Regions from separate parts of the Mus musculus genome. Here regions 1, 3, 4 and 5 are each linked to region 2. A link is a contact called in public Hi-C, HiChIP or PLAC-seq and promoter capture Hi-C data. All regions are on one chromosome and are shown on one strand. Each heading gives the region's core, a stretch centred on a gene start, on an enhancer-like site or on the middle of the called end of the contact. The rest is flanking DNA. Distances are from core to core; before and after follow the strand shown. Region 1 overlaps Dhx29 (DEAH (Asp-Glu-Ala-His) box polypeptide 29). Region 2 holds the start of Slc38a9 (solute carrier family 38, member 9). Region 3 has its middle 19 kb from the start of Mcidas. Region 4 has its middle 29 kb from the start of Ankrd55. Region 5 overlaps Ankrd55 (ankyrin repeat domain 55).

Evidence for each region. Promoter capture Hi-C pulls out the DNA fragments that hold promoters and counts their contacts. Hi-C and Micro-C count contacts between places; a contact is called where the count stands out from the background. HiChIP or PLAC-seq counts read pairs in DNA pulled down with a chosen protein or histone mark.
Region 1: an H3K4me3 HiChIP or PLAC-seq map of fetal liver shows a contact between it and region 2, with 3 times the contacts expected there. The contact joins the enhancer-like site here to the promoter of Slc38a9 in region 2. A contact is called at or near these places in 24 of 39 promoter capture datasets (the 3T3-L1 cell line, 3T3-L1-derived adipocytes, the C10 cell line and 16 more), 4 of 484 Hi-C or Micro-C datasets (embryonic fibroblasts and embryonic stem cells), 11 of 115 datasets of contacts at active chromatin or transcription factors (T-cell acute lymphoblastic leukemia, bone marrow-derived macrophages, craniofacial prominence and 5 more) and 4 of 9 other capture datasets (adipose tissue, embryonic stem cells, liver and 1 more).
Region 3: a contact with region 2 is called in a promoter capture Hi-C map of liver, with 2.5 times the contacts expected there. The contact joins the enhancer-like site here to the promoter of Slc38a9 in region 2. A contact is called at or near these places in 5 of 39 promoter capture datasets (3T3-L1-derived adipocytes, embryonic stem cells, hematopoietic stem and progenitor cells and 2 more), 5 of 115 datasets of contacts at active chromatin or transcription factors (embryonic stem cells, memory CD8 T cells, neural tube and 2 more) and 1 of 9 other capture datasets (liver).
Region 4: a Hi-C map of B cells shows a contact between it and region 2, with 6 read pairs. The contact joins the enhancer-like site here to the promoter of Slc38a9 in region 2. A contact is called at or near these places in 1 of 484 Hi-C or Micro-C datasets (B cells), 2 of 115 datasets of contacts at active chromatin or transcription factors (bone marrow-derived macrophages and microglia) and 1 of 9 other capture datasets (embryonic stem cells).
Region 5: an H3K4me3 HiChIP or PLAC-seq map of bone marrow-derived macrophages shows a contact between it and region 2, with 6 times the contacts expected there. The contact joins the enhancer-like site here to the promoter of Slc38a9 in region 2. A contact is called at or near these places in 9 of 39 promoter capture datasets (the 3T3-L1 cell line, 3T3-L1-derived adipocytes, the C10 cell line and 4 more), 10 of 484 Hi-C or Micro-C datasets (B cells, CD8 T cells, bone marrow-derived macrophages and 7 more), 7 of 115 datasets of contacts at active chromatin or transcription factors (T-cell acute lymphoblastic leukemia, bone marrow-derived macrophages, embryonic stem cells and 2 more) and 2 of 9 other capture datasets (adipose tissue and liver).

What each region holds. Positions count from the first base shown.
Region 1 is chr13:112,940,888-112,943,587 of GRCm38.p6, reverse strand. It overlaps Dhx29 (DEAH (Asp-Glu-Ala-His) box polypeptide 29), which reads right to left. Exons shown (of 27, transcript NM_172594.3): 8 at 1,757-1,915. Among named protein-coding and RNA genes, the nearest start is that of Dhx29, 15 kb to the right of the region's middle. Within about 2 kb of position 1,292, at least 22 of the 459 cell types and tissues checked have an H3K27ac peak or open chromatin away from gene starts, as enhancers often do. A contact at or near this core is called in T-cell acute lymphoblastic leukemia, epiblast stem cells, fetal liver and 1 more, where this site is marked.
Region 2 is chr13:112,659,388-112,662,087 of GRCm38.p6, reverse strand. It overlaps Slc38a9 (solute carrier family 38, member 9), which reads right to left and starts at 1,322. Exons shown (of 15, transcript NM_178746.4): 1 at 1,216-1,322.
Region 3 is chr13:113,011,947-113,014,646 of GRCm38.p6, reverse strand. No RefSeq gene overlaps it. Among named protein-coding and RNA genes, the nearest start is that of Mcidas, 19 kb to the right of the region's middle. Within about 2 kb of position 1,401, at least 103 of the 459 cell types and tissues checked have an H3K27ac peak or open chromatin away from gene starts, as enhancers often do. A contact at or near this core is called in hematopoietic stem and progenitor cells, liver, memory CD8 T cells and 1 more, where this site is marked.
Region 4 is chr13:112,258,199-112,260,898 of GRCm38.p6, reverse strand. No RefSeq gene overlaps it. Among named protein-coding and RNA genes, the nearest start is that of Ankrd55, 29 kb to the left of the region's middle. Within about 2 kb of position 1,283, at least 42 of the 459 cell types and tissues checked have an H3K27ac peak or open chromatin away from gene starts, as enhancers often do. A contact at or near this core is called in B cells and bone marrow-derived macrophages, where this site is marked.
Region 5 is chr13:112,307,473-112,310,172 of GRCm38.p6, reverse strand. The region is part of intron 1 of Ankrd55 (ankyrin repeat domain 55); the gene reads right to left. Among named protein-coding and RNA genes, the nearest start is that of Ankrd55, 20 kb to the right of the region's middle. Within about 2 kb of position 1,317, at least 6 of the 459 cell types and tissues checked have an H3K27ac peak or open chromatin away from gene starts, as enhancers often do. A contact at or near this core is called in B cells, adipose tissue and bone marrow-derived macrophages, where this site is marked.

The sequences.
Region 1 (2,700 bases), core at 43-2,542, 280 kb before region 2:
TTACCCAAAGACTTGTAACTTATTATCTCTCTTCTTTGGAGTTTTTCTCCCCACCAATTTGCCACTAGGCTAACATCTGACCATCTGTCAGGCTATCTGCTTGTCCTCAGAACTAAATACAAGGAAAGTAGCCCCAGCTCAAATTAGAGCTCTCTATTATTATTATTATTATTAAAATTATATCTGTATGTGTGTGTCTGTGTAGGTGTGGATATACACATATGAGCACAGATACCCATAAGAGGGTGTCAGATCCCCTGGAGCCAGAGTGTGCTTGTGACTGCTAAGCCACATCGCCAGCCCTGCTCTGTTGTGAAATGTCATTATTCTCTGAAAGCACAACTCACTGTTTAAAAATCTCTGTGTTCACATTCCATCTTAGATTACACAGAGAAAAGAAGTTGGGTTACTTGTTCACATAACTCATTTTAATGTACAATAATGATCCAATAAGTATTACTGAAGGAATGAATAATGCTAAAATGTCTACCATTTAATATAGGTGTGGCCTGTCATATAATCTGATAAAGCATGCAAAGAATACAACTGGTAAGTGCAGCAATACACAGGAATGTGCGACCCCTTGCATCTCGGGGCCATGGAGGACTGAGGGAGTCAGGAAATAATATTGTTTGAGTTGCGCCTTGGCACTAGGGGTAGCAAGCTAGGCAAAGGAATGGAACTGTCAAATGACAGATGTCATAAGGACTCAAGTGGCTGGAACATCGGAAAACAAAGTGGAAAGATACAAATGAATACGAATGCAAAAGCTCTCAAAAGCGATGAACGGCTTTGGGCTTGTAACTGATGTCACGAAGGTGTTTCACTGGAGAAGCTGGGACACACAGAGCTCCTGCAGAACACTTGCTTCAGTGTGCGAGACCCTGGGTTTGATCTCCAAGATTAAAAACCACAGAAGCAACAAAGAAAGAAGGTTTAAACAGAGAGCTTGCATTTAAATAAACTCTCATTCATATTTTTCAGAAAGTCAATGCCATAGTTTGCACTCTGTCATTAAAAAGCACTCTGATTAAAGATGACTTTGGGAAGAAAGGGTTAACTGGCTCACAGTTCCCAGCTCATAGACCATCACTGCAGGAATATTCTCACCTCCAGGGAAACCCTGGGGTGGGGGGTGGGGTGCTGCTTGCTGGCTCCCCTCGGCCTCATGCTTAGCTAGCTTTCTCACACAGCCATGGACCACCTGCCAGAGAACGGTGCCCTCACAGCCGGCCAGGCCTCCTAAATCAGTTATCAACGAAGGGAACCCCTCACAGACATGCCCAAAGACCAGCCTGATAAAGCCAAGGCTGCTTTGTCAGGGACCAGAAAGAGAGCTCGCTGTGGTTAAGGGCGGGCATGTACTGCTCTTGCAGAGGACCCGAGCTTGGTTCTCAGAACCCACGCGGGGCAGCTCACAGTTGCTTGTACTCCAGATTGAGAGCGCCCAACACCCTCTGGCTTCCTCAGCACCCATGTGCACAAACCTGCCAGCAAACCCACGCACACACACACACACACACACACACACACACACGATTCTAGGCAGCGTCAGGCTGACAGTTAAAATCTAGCTGTCACGTGTGGAGAATGAACCAGAGAGAGACAGGCTTGGCTAACGTCTCTGCAAAGACAAATGGCTCCGAGCGAGCTATCATATTGTTATCACCTAAGAGAAAGCCCCAGGAAAGCGCAGTTCTCCTGCCAGCTGAAGGAGTCTGCAGAGGCGAAGCAGCTCCTGCTCCCCTGACTTTACCTTTCTCTTCCTCGGTAGCAGCTGCAGATTTTTCAAATAAATTCAGGTTTAAAGCACTCTCAGCTTCTGTGGCTGGAGCAGGCTTTTTCTTCTCATTTTGTTGATGTGAAATCTTTATGGCTGGGTTGAATATTGGATGGTCTTCTAAAGTTTCCATTTCTATCAAGAAAAAAAAAATGTTTAGTTTTGTATATTTGCTTTTCATGCTTTGTATTTTGCAAATATAGCTTTCATGTCTTCTCTATCTTTTATAATCAGTTACTTAATAGTTCTTACTTGGAATCTATGTTAGATGCCAAGTGAAATTTAGTCACTTTCATAATGTATAATAATAAAAAGAATTAGCAATTATAGACTAAAAAAATAAACACTTTCAATAGAAAAACGTACACATAAGATCCATTTGCATTTCTTTCTTGAACGGAAATAGCATTTACATTATAAATCTAGGATCAGCAAACTATGACCTACACTGCCAAATCCAGCCTACTGCCTTTTCTGTATTCTCTGTGAGCTAGCACAGTTTATAGCTTACAATTATTCTTAAAAAAAATAATAATAAAGAAAAAAGAAAAGAGGTGCTAGGGAGAAAGCCAGTGGCTAAAGAGATCTGACTTCAGATCCCCAGTGCCCACGTGACTAGTGGCTGCCAACAGTGTTTCTCTGCAACCCTAGAGCCTGGGAGAGGTTCGTGGAGCAGGCGGGTTACAGGAGCTTGTTGCCAGTCAGTCTAGATAAAACAAAGGCCAGCTCTAGACTTTTGAGATCATGTCTCAAAAAATAAGTTCCAGCTGGGCACTGTGGTACCTGGCTTTAATCCCAGCACTTGGGAGACACAGGCGGGCAGGTCTTTGTGAGTTTGAGGCTACCTGGTCTACACAGTTTCAGGACAGCCAAAGCTACATAGAGAGACTCCGTCTCAAAACAAAACAACAAAACCTCAC
Region 2 (2,700 bases), core at 73-2,572:
AAAACTACTAGCAAAGCACTAAAGTTTAAATGTATTATAAAAACACAGGCCTGCTAAAAATTTTTAACCTCTTATAATTTTTTTCCTTTTTCCTATATCACTAGTGTTGGACATCACTATGTGCACCATAACACCTGTTTTTTTTTTTTTTTTTTTTTACAAAGGTGCAATGACCCATATACACGCTGGGTCTTCATGCTTGCAAGGTCAGCACTTTAGAGACCAGCCATTTTTCTAGCCCTGGGTTTCAGATTTTAAGTCTCACTATTTAAACTGGAGACCATCCGTTCCCCTGGCTCACCTAAGTCCTGGGCTTACAGGCTTGCCCCATGTCTATCTGATTGTAGTTGTTTACAAGGCATACAGGTTTCTCTTTAATTTACAAGTTTCTTTTGATCTACTGAAAAGTTCTGTTGAAAACAAATAACAAAACCCCAAATAAATAGCGAACAAACAAAAACTTTTGTCTGGTACTCCACATGCCACTTCTTTGTTATATTTGAAGGCATGGAATAGGAAAACAGAGAGTGACCTCAACAATAAATGAGGCACTGCCAGGGGATCCTTACAATTAGGTTTTGGGCAAGTTGGCTAATAACTGACTGATGGATAAGCAGATGTCTTCAATTTTTAAGACATCCTGATTTGTAAACCGAGGAGAAAACGTTTGACTAGCTGCCTCACAACTCCAGTATTTCAAGACAGCCAACACAGCATTGCCACCCACAATTAGAGCAGTCAGTCACTCATGGGCTGGGGAAGTAGCTTGGTGGTAGAGCGACTTCATTGCCCAGCCCTGGGTTGCATCTTCCAGCACCTGTCCCAGCACAAGTGAGTCAGAGTCAAACACCAGTGTGGTAGGCACAGCAGGGGCTTCCGCTCCCAATTCTCCTCTCTAGATCTTTCTCTATCCCTGCAATAATCCCAACAGTCCTCTCACCCCGGCTTCGGGTGTTCATCTGCTGTAACCCTTCCTGCCTTTTCCCAGCAGACCCAGACTTTCTCAGCTCCCGCGGACTCCCCGTACTTGACCCATTCGAGGGACCTGCGCCACTCTGGAGCAGTGTCCCTAGCCCGGGGCTTGGCTCTCCCGGCATCCCAAAGACCCCTCCGTGCTGACAGCCCGATGGCTGCAAACTCAGCCCTTCCTTCCTCGCCTGGGCTCCCTCTTGGACTGTCCCAGGGTGAGTTTGCCAGGAGCGAGAACGTGTCTACCTCAGCAGGCCAATCCCTCTACGTCGGAAAACCAGAGCAGGAGGCGAAGACCCTTTCACAGACCTCTCAGTTGGCAGCGGCTTAGAGAGAATAGTCCTCTAAACAGGAAGAGGCAACGGCTTAGGCCGCGGGGGATGGCGGGGGATGGAGTCCTAGGAAAACACAGTCCACCGCTTCTGTGAAAGCGCCGCCATCTGAAACTACAACTCCCAGAGGGCTCTGCAGCAGCCGGCCAGCCTATCAAAGAACCCCGCCCTCCAGCTCCGGAGGCGGGGTCGCTGAGCAGGTGCTCGAACATCTGACCGGCTGGGTTGTCTTCTCCTCCCGAACTACCTAGGAAGAGAGAAAAAGAAGAGATCTCTTTAGGTGCTTTACAGCATCACAGGCCACGTGAGAACAAGATGATGTGCCTGACGTCCCTGGTGACGTTTTTCTCAGGCTTTCCTGGCTCGTGTTATGTTCTTAGGTCACGCCCTTGGATCCCGAGGGAAGCTGGATTGGGGTGGAATGGGGGAGTTGTTAATGAGCATTGATTTTTCTCCTGTGGTCTTCTTGTTTGTTTTGTGTTTGTTTTGGTTTGTTTTTTGTTTTGTTATTCGAGACAGTTTCTCTGTGTGTCCCTGTCTGTCCTGGAACTCACTCTGTAGACCAGGCTAGCTTCAAACTCAAAAGATCTGCCTGCTTCTGCCTCTGCCTCCTGAGTGCTGATATTAAAGGCGAGTGTCACCAGTGCCAGGTCTGGGTCTCTCTCTCCCCCTGGCCCTCCCCCTGTCCCTCCCCTCCCCACCCCACCTAAAGTCAATGTATGTTGGTAATGAAGTCATCTCATGGTAAGATCCCTAAGACTGATATGGCATGTCTTAAAACCAGGGCTCTATAAAGAAAGCTAACATTCAAAAGCAATGTGCTGTAATGTGATCAAGACCCCAAGACCTAAACTTATCAAATAGTAATGAATTCCAAGAATTTTACATTTATCATTTTGTAAAGTCTTTGGAAACTTCATGTTTTACCTATTTTTACCGATAATGAAACAGTCTTAGAAAAGTTGTGACATGGCAAGGCTAGACAGACTTTCAAGTGGCAAAATATCTGGAATTCAAACCAAGGTCTTCCAAACTCTGCTCTCAAACTCTTCTAAATATCCGCTCTGATACTGAGGGCTTAAAATTGCAAGTAGTAGTGAATGGTGCCTTTTAGGGAGATACAAGTTATTTTGTTGACAGTGTTCTTGTTCCAAAAGGCTTACAACTGCATCTGGCTGTACATCTGCATCTGCATTTGAAAATGAATGATACATGATTTTTGTAAGTCTCTGTAATAGGAAAATTTTCTTTTTCCTTTCTTTTTTCTTTTTTTCCTGAATTCCAGTCTGAGAAAACAGTTTTAGTCAAGATTGGAAAGAGCAAAATAAATAAGCACCTTACAACTGCTGGAGAGATACTTAAAACCACAGTAACAAAATTGCTGAATTTGATAAGGCAG
Region 3 (2,700 bases), core at 152-2,651, 350 kb before region 2:
CAGGTTGTCTGGTGGCTCCTTTAAAAAAAAAAAAAAGATTGATTTATTTATTTATGTATGTATATGAGTGCACTGTAGCTGTATTTAGACATCTGAGGACAGATCTCATTACATATGGTTGTGAGCCATCATGTGGTTGCTGGGAATTGAACTCGGGTGCTCTGGAAGAGCAGACAGTGCTCTTAACTGCTGAGCCACCTCTCCAGCCCTGTCTGGCAGCTCCTTGTTGTGCAGAAGTTACAACAAGCCCACATGAGGAACCTGATGAACACACGTGGCCATTGGCAGTGATGGGGCCAGCGGCAGTGAGGACATGAGTGACGAAGGTGTATCCATCATCTGGTCATCCTTGTCCAAACCGCCGTGTGCTTGTTGTAGCAAGCTTCATGGTCCTGTTGTGGTTCTGGTGTGGTTACTTCAATAACAGTGCCTTCCTTCTTCCTACTGACAACACCATTTCTGGTAGGATCGTGGAAGCTGGAAATAAAGGTGATGGGCTTGTTATCCTTCCATAGCATGCGTGCTACACTGTCCCAGCACAGAAGGCCAACTATGCTCCTGCTTTCTTCAGTGATAATGACCTAGAATGTTCACTGGCCCTTTATCATCCACACTGAAGCTTAGATCCACAGTTGGTGCCACAAAGTTCCTAGTCTGTTGTGTCCGGCCAGCAGACCACAACCTGGGTTCTAGCCTGGAAAGGCATTTTGGAAACCTGGAAGAGAAGAGGGGCTAGGTGGCGAGAGAAAGGAATGTAGCCAAGACAGTTACTCTGATCAAGGCTCAAATTTTATTGTTGCGACACTAGTTATGAAGGAAGGGGGAGGGGACCCGATTCCCGCCAAATAATCTCTGGTCCAGTAAAAAGGTGCACGTGTGGCTCCGCAGGTTCCAGCAGTGGGCGTGGCAGACCGAATGAGCAGGAAGCTCCACCCCTGAGCAAGCAGGTTTCAGGCTGGGGGAGGGGAGACTACACTAGTCCACCCCTCCTCGATGGCACCAGAATCTCCCTCTCACTTGGTTGAGGGCCACGGGCAGTCCCCACCCACCCCCACCCCCACCCCCACCCCTGGCTTCCAACACCCTGTCTTTCATTTTCAGAATCACCACTTTCACTTTTACTCAGTGCTTCATCAAGGAAGTTGTCACTTAAATCAGAAAGAGAAAGGAACTCCTTGCTAAATGCTCCCTCATCAGACGCAGAATTCTGTAAGATATCTGTCACTTGTTGAACTGAGTAGCGAGTTGACCATTTGCCTGCTGAAGCGCTCAGCTCATCAATTGCTCGCTTCATGGTCTATCCCGTCCCCCAAATCACTTCAAAATACAACCAAAACAGACATTCTCAATAGGCAGCCGTTTGCAGTCAGCTGACGTCACGCTAGTGCGAGACTTAACAGATTGGGTGTTATTTTTAGCTCTTAGCAACAAGGCATCTATTTCTACCATGCCAGAAACTCGGTATTGTAGACATTTACATCATTCCCATCCAGTAGGGTTAAATGAGTTATCAGTACATGAAAAGTTCCAGAAGAGACATAAATGCATATTACTAAGGGAAAGGAGCTGAATGTGTGAGGCTAGGCTGTATGACTTCAATTTCATAAAGTTATGGAATATGTACAACCATGAAGACAGTGGAGAAACAGAGATTATTGAAGATTGGAGGGGCGGAGGGATTAGTAAATACCTCACAAGAGCTTGGCCAGGGCTCTGAACCACTCTGTATACTACGGTACTTGGAGAGAGCTGTCAGAATGCATTTGCTCCAAACCCGTGCACAGTGCTGAGCAAGAACTTGAGATGGTAACAGGGATTTGCCAGTTGCAGCAAATGTGTCTCTCTGATGGGAGAACCAGACAATGGGAGAGGCTGCACACATGTCTGGAGTGCGGAGATACACGGCGCTGCTCTGCCTATACCTTCCACTGACTTTTACTATGAATTCAAAATTACTATAAAGCTCACACACTTTTTAATCTCTCTCTCTCTCTCTCTCTCTCTCTCTCTCTCTCTCCCTCTCCCTCTCTCTCTCTCTCTCTGACACACACACACCAGGAAAAGAGAATTTGATTTTTTTAAAGCTATATAAACAGTGTAATTAATATCATAAAGTCTCTGACTCTTAAATTTTTCCTTTTAAGATGACTTTGTATAGCAAGGGCCACTGTGTTGGTATAGATGGGAACTACTGTTGATTGTCTCTAGGGCTTTGAAGTCACTGAGGAAAAACAATATTTCAGTGAAGCACCAACACTTTGCCACTCAGTCGGTAAAACAGCTCCTACATTTTGCACAGGAGAAGGAGGAAGGGCTGTGTGTCAACTAGTTGCCGATGTCTGTCCTGCCAGTGTCCGTCCTACGTCCTTCCACAGCCCACAAACCAACTGTGCATTTGTGTGAAGGATCTTACTTGCTTCTCTCAGGCAAGTTCAGTTCTTCTAAGCTTGAGGGCTCAGTTCACTGGAGTCACTAGCTGGAACACAGATATTACTCATCGCCAAAGTTTTATTTTACCAAGTTGTGGATCTCCTCTGAGACTCATCAAAATTGCTACTCATCAAAATCTTTCAGCCCCTCAGTCCTAAGTGTAGTTTTCTCAAAAAAAAAAAAAAAAAAAAAAAAAAAGAAAAGAAAAAAACAAAAACCCAAAAAACAATAGACTCTGTGATGGGCTTGGCTTGCACCCAGAATCTCTGG
Region 4 (2,700 bases), core at 34-2,533, 400 kb after region 2:
AGCCATCATCTGTCAGTGGCTTCGATGTTAGAAATGGAATGTTAGTTCCATCATGTAACCCCCTCTCCATCCATGCTGGGACTTTGACTGGCTTGATCTTATACAGGTCTTGTGTAGCCAGCCAGAGATGCTGTGAGTTAATAGGTGTGCAACAACTCTGTTATGTTAGGAACGCAGCACTTCACGGAACGTAGTGCCCCTCCTTATTCTACAGCTCTTACATTCTTCCCGTACCTTCGTCTGTCATGTCTTCCTTGAGCCTTGGATGAGAGTGAGTAGAGGTGATATAGAAGAACCATCTACTGCTGAATTCTCACACTCACTTGTTCACAGCACTTCTACAAGATCTGAGTCTTTGCATCAGGGCAAAAAGAAACTTCTCTGACCTAGCTTGAGAGCAGCACAATCTATGAGTGTAAATATAAATAGTGAGAAGGCAGCTTGACACATTACCATTTCAGGAAACACCATTAAGTCCCTCGTCTAAAACTGGAACTATCTAGATCTCTCTAGTCATAGTTTTTAACTCAGTTTACAGTGCCAGATATGAAGTCCCTCCAGTGAAATAGGTCTCAAATCCAATCAGAACATGATTGGTTACCACTACAACTATTATGTATCAGTGGGCACAATGCGCTGGCAGGTTGTTATGTGGGTAACACCACATAGCATGTGGGTAAGACCACTGTTTTCTCTTCCTGAGCCAACTTCCCAACACCCTCCAGCACCATGAAAACTAGCCAGCAGGAAGAGAACTTCCTGATAAGTTTGAGATTGAATTCTTGATGTCTTTCAACTAAAGTGTATGGTGTATTCAGCAAAAGAACTTCCCCCTGAACCCCACTTAGTTATGTTGGCAACCAAGATCAAACAACAGCCTACATAGTTCTGGATCCCTCCAGGGCCCCTCTGACCAATAACTTGGTGGGCAAAATTTCATGTCCAGCACTGAAATCTTCAGGAAGGACTTAAACAGAGAAGGAGGATCTAGGGTTTTGGCAGCAAAAGGACCAGAGAGTGAGAAATGGAAAACCAAGCACACTTTCTCTTGGATCATTTCTGTATAGTGCAGCAGAATTGTTTGCCACCCTGAGAAGTACAACAATAGCAGCAACAATAACAGCAGCAGCAGCAACAACAGCAACAACAACAACAGCAACAACAGTAACAGCAGCAATAACATCATCATCAACAATAACAAAACCAAGTCAAGGTGTGCACAGGCTAGATCCAGCCCTTCAGGTTACACACTGAGACTTGGCCATCTAGAGATGCAGTGCACTGCAGCAGCCAGTTGGGGTCAGAGGTGCTTCATCTCAGAGAGCATCCAGGCTTTGCCTATAGCTAGCTCTGTCTTTAATTTCTCAAACTTGCAAACCCTCTACAGTCAGAAAGCCAGTTTAAATTCTCTTGGAGTTTACATTTCTGACCAGGTAGAGCCGATGCCTGGGAAGAAAGAAGTGTCTGATCTCATGGGCCTTGGCGAGGAGATTGGTTTCAACTTTAAAACACTGAGAGTTTTGAGTTTTGTCCACTTGTTCTCGTCCTATCCCATGTACCTCTGTAGATTGTGGATACAGGGCTCTCAAGGACACTGAGCAGTCATGGACACAGAAAAATCATCTCCTTGGCTTAAGCGTGCAAACACCTGGAACGGAGGACTCCAGCCTAGCTTCCTAAATCCTTATCTCCATGGTACCCTGAACACATTGCTTAAGTGATATTGGTGGGTGTAATTGGCTCATAAGTGTTTATAAGCATCCAGGTCAGAATAAGCTTGTGATAACCAACTCTATATATCTCTTTCTGCAGCCTACCTAAGGGATATCACGGGGATAGATAGATGGACAGGATCCATTGTTAGGATTGTTAGGGCCATAAAAATGTGCAAGTGTGGAAAGCCAGGACCTTCCTCCTGTGTTAACCAGCTTTCTGTCACTACAACAAAATACCCAAAGACGTTCAAATTTACAAAGAGGAAAGGTTTGCTTTGGCCATGGGGTTGGAGGTACTACTTGGTCCTATTGCATGTGAACTTGTGTAACAAGGCAAGGTAGAATCATATCACGGTGCCGTGGTAAAGCAACTGTTGACCATGTGGTCAGAATGTGGTAGAAAAGGAAGAGGCAGAGAGGAGGGCCCCAAGGACTACACAACCTCCTACTAGGCCTCTTAAAACGTTTGTCATCTCCCAGTAATGCCAAGTTGACTAAGTCTTTAGTACACAGGTCTTTGGGAGGAGGTGGGGGGCGGCTTTCTAGATTCTAGATATAAACCGCAGTGTTTGAAAGCTGGTTGCGAAACATCTGCGTGCACATCGATGACGACATACATTAGCTGCTCAGCCCAGAAGGCATCTGTGAAAGAGGAGGGGTAATCTCTGAGAATCAAAAGGATCTTCCAGGATAAATCGGTCTAGAAACTATAGTCAAGAATCCCCCAAAGTGATTTTCCTGTCAAGGGCAAAGAAGACATTAAGTCAAAATTTCCTGTAGAATTTTTAATGGTTAGGCGATGGTGCTAAATGGCCCACAAAGCCACGTGACCTCCTTCCCTTTCTAATCCTAATCTTAGACCTTGAGAAAAATCTCAAACCTCTTTAGAAAGAGGCATTATTGTTTCTACAAAGTGTGTGTATGTGTGCGTGTGCGCGTGCGCGTGCGCGTGTGCGTGTGCGTGTGTGTGTGTGTGTGCGTGTGC
Region 5 (2,700 bases), core at 68-2,567, 350 kb after region 2:
TTCATAAGTTATAAACAGACTGAAAAGGTTGGCAACTGGTAAAGCCATCTTATAGATTGATTGCTCCTGAGGCCACCGCTGAAATCTGGGGTTTATTCAAAGGGAACTTTGGGTTTACTCAGCAAGTGACACTTGGCAATATAGTTATTGTAAAAAGACAAAAGAAGGTGAACATTTTAATGATGAAGGAAAAACAAAACCTGTACTGAAGTGGTACCTTTTGGTGTTGTCTATGAACCGTGTCCAGTCTGCAGTGAGAGGAACAGAACGGATGCTGTGTGCTTAGAAACTGTGCAGCACCTCCTCACAGTAACTTCTGAGTGTGGACTCTAGTAAAATCTGAGCTCATCGAAAATTGGATCTTTAACAACCCCACAAATCAACCAACCAACCAACCAACCAACCAACCAACCAAAAAACCAACCCTGGATAACTATTTTAGATGATTAATTTTACTTAAAAAACACAAGGATCGGTAGCTAATTTTGACATCTCTTTGCTTATTCTGATTAGCCAAAATCTAATTTGCTTCCAGTTGTATTAGAGACTGTCTATTGAATCCTCGGGACATTAGGGCTTCAGATGTACAGCTGGCTACTACCAATGTTTGGGGTGCCTGAGCTCCTCAGATTTTGTGTCTTCTTGGGTTCCAGTTTTAGAGCTGTGGTGTTCTTTGGAAAGTCACTGATTGCATTAAAAAGTCACTGAGCCCATTTTGTTGCAACTGCTTTGAGGCCAGATCAACACCTGCACTGCTTAAGCCATGGCCCTTTCGTGGAGTGGCCGTGTCAGTGTAAAGGGCATTTTAGCCTTTAGAATCGAAACCAGAGGATTTGAGAGAGTTCCCTTGGTATATTCTATTATGAGCATCCTTGGGTAATAGAACTCACCCATGACATTAGAGTTAATTATAAGCATTTATAGAGAGATCTGTAGATCTTAGATTATTCTTTTAACTAGAACATATTGCCCCTGGAGAATTTAAATATACTAAGCCATCCATAGACTCTGCATCTCCTGGCCACAAAGGGTGTAGAGTCTCTGTCTTTTAAAAGAACATAATCCAGAAGGAAGACAGATGTTGAAGTGGTGATTGAGACATCCTTGGGCTATTATGACTGGACAGTAAAATCACTTAAAGAGATACTTTCCAGGGCCTTCTTCTAATTTAGATTCCTCTCTATTTCCACACAGTTATCTTAGGTATTGTGGGACAGCAGAGAAATTATGTCTTGGGGCAACCTAGAAAGCTCTAACTATTTGTAAGGAGATAAGAAGACCTTTGCACCTTTCAGGAGGAACCAGCCTTCACAGCACCATAATGGCTCCAAGGTACAACATTGCCACCCGCTGGTGGTGAGGAGTCTTTATGGTCTCTGGGTTCTGAGCCAGGGGAATGCCAATCTTTAAAAACATAATTTAGAGCCAGTTTGGAGCTTTCTAAATACACAGGAGCAAGCAAAGATGCCTCTCTAGAAAGTACTTTTTTCTTTTCTTTTTTAAAAAATGGGTATTTATTTGTTGATTAATTCAATGAATACTTAATTTTAAATAGAGAGGCTTGCTAGTTATGTAACCCTGGCTGGCCTGAGACTCACTATGAAAACAGGCCTCAAATGTATAGCAGTCCTTCTGCCTCTTTTCTGAGTGCCTGGATTGCAGGCATACTTCATCATGCCTAAGGTTTCGATGGTTTTGTTTCTGTTTCACACAAGATCTTGGTAAATAGTCCAGGCTTTCCAGGAAGTCACTGGCTTTGCACTATTAGTGAGCCTCCTGCCTCAGTCTCCCTTGTGCTGAGACTACATGCACTCAAGGAGCATTCACAGAATGCCCTGTCAGTGATTCTTTAAAAGATGTGGGCTTTGTTGTTGTTGTTTCTTGCTTGCTTTAACGTATAGAAACCTTTAAAATGGGGTAACTGAATTTACTGATCAATTTAGGGTGTATCTTCAAATGCAAATGGGTTTTCTTATCCACTCAATTCTTATTGAACTCTTGATGTTAATATATTGCATTAGTCCTTCATTAATTAGGGGAGTGTAAATTTTACATGAATTTTTAAAAAGGATTGTGTTAGCCTGCCTAGCTCTGAAAACTAAATATAAATAAACATTATGTCATCTCCCCTTTCATTATTCTGGACAATGATCTGACTATCTTTACCTTATTCATTTTCTCAAAGTATCAGGTGATAGAGTCAGGCTTCTACCATCCTGTGGGAACTCTGGAAAGATAAGAAGTATATAAAGAAGTAGATTTGGTTCAATTAAAAAGGAGCAGACTGTGGTAAACATACAGCTGCTTTCAAATACTGGTAACAAGTTAATAATTGTTTCCTGCAGGCCCAGACTGAATTCTGGTGAGCACAAACCAGAGAAGAGATTTTCAGAGAACCAGAGACAGGGATGGAGCTACATTGTGAACTAGTGCTTCCTAGCCAGTACCTCAGTAGGTTCTGACTGAACATATCTTGGTGATACCTTTGGAGGAGACATTGGTGTTGAGTAGACTGCTGACCTCTATGTTTCCTTTTCTGATTGGTACTCAACATGTCTACCTAACATCTGTGGGGAGCCAAATATTGAGTCACCTATCATCATATGATAAACAGAATTGTATCTCTTAGATAATTTAAAACCAAATCAAATTGACAATGATGATCTGCCATCAAAGCTGCCCACAAAGAATTGAAATACA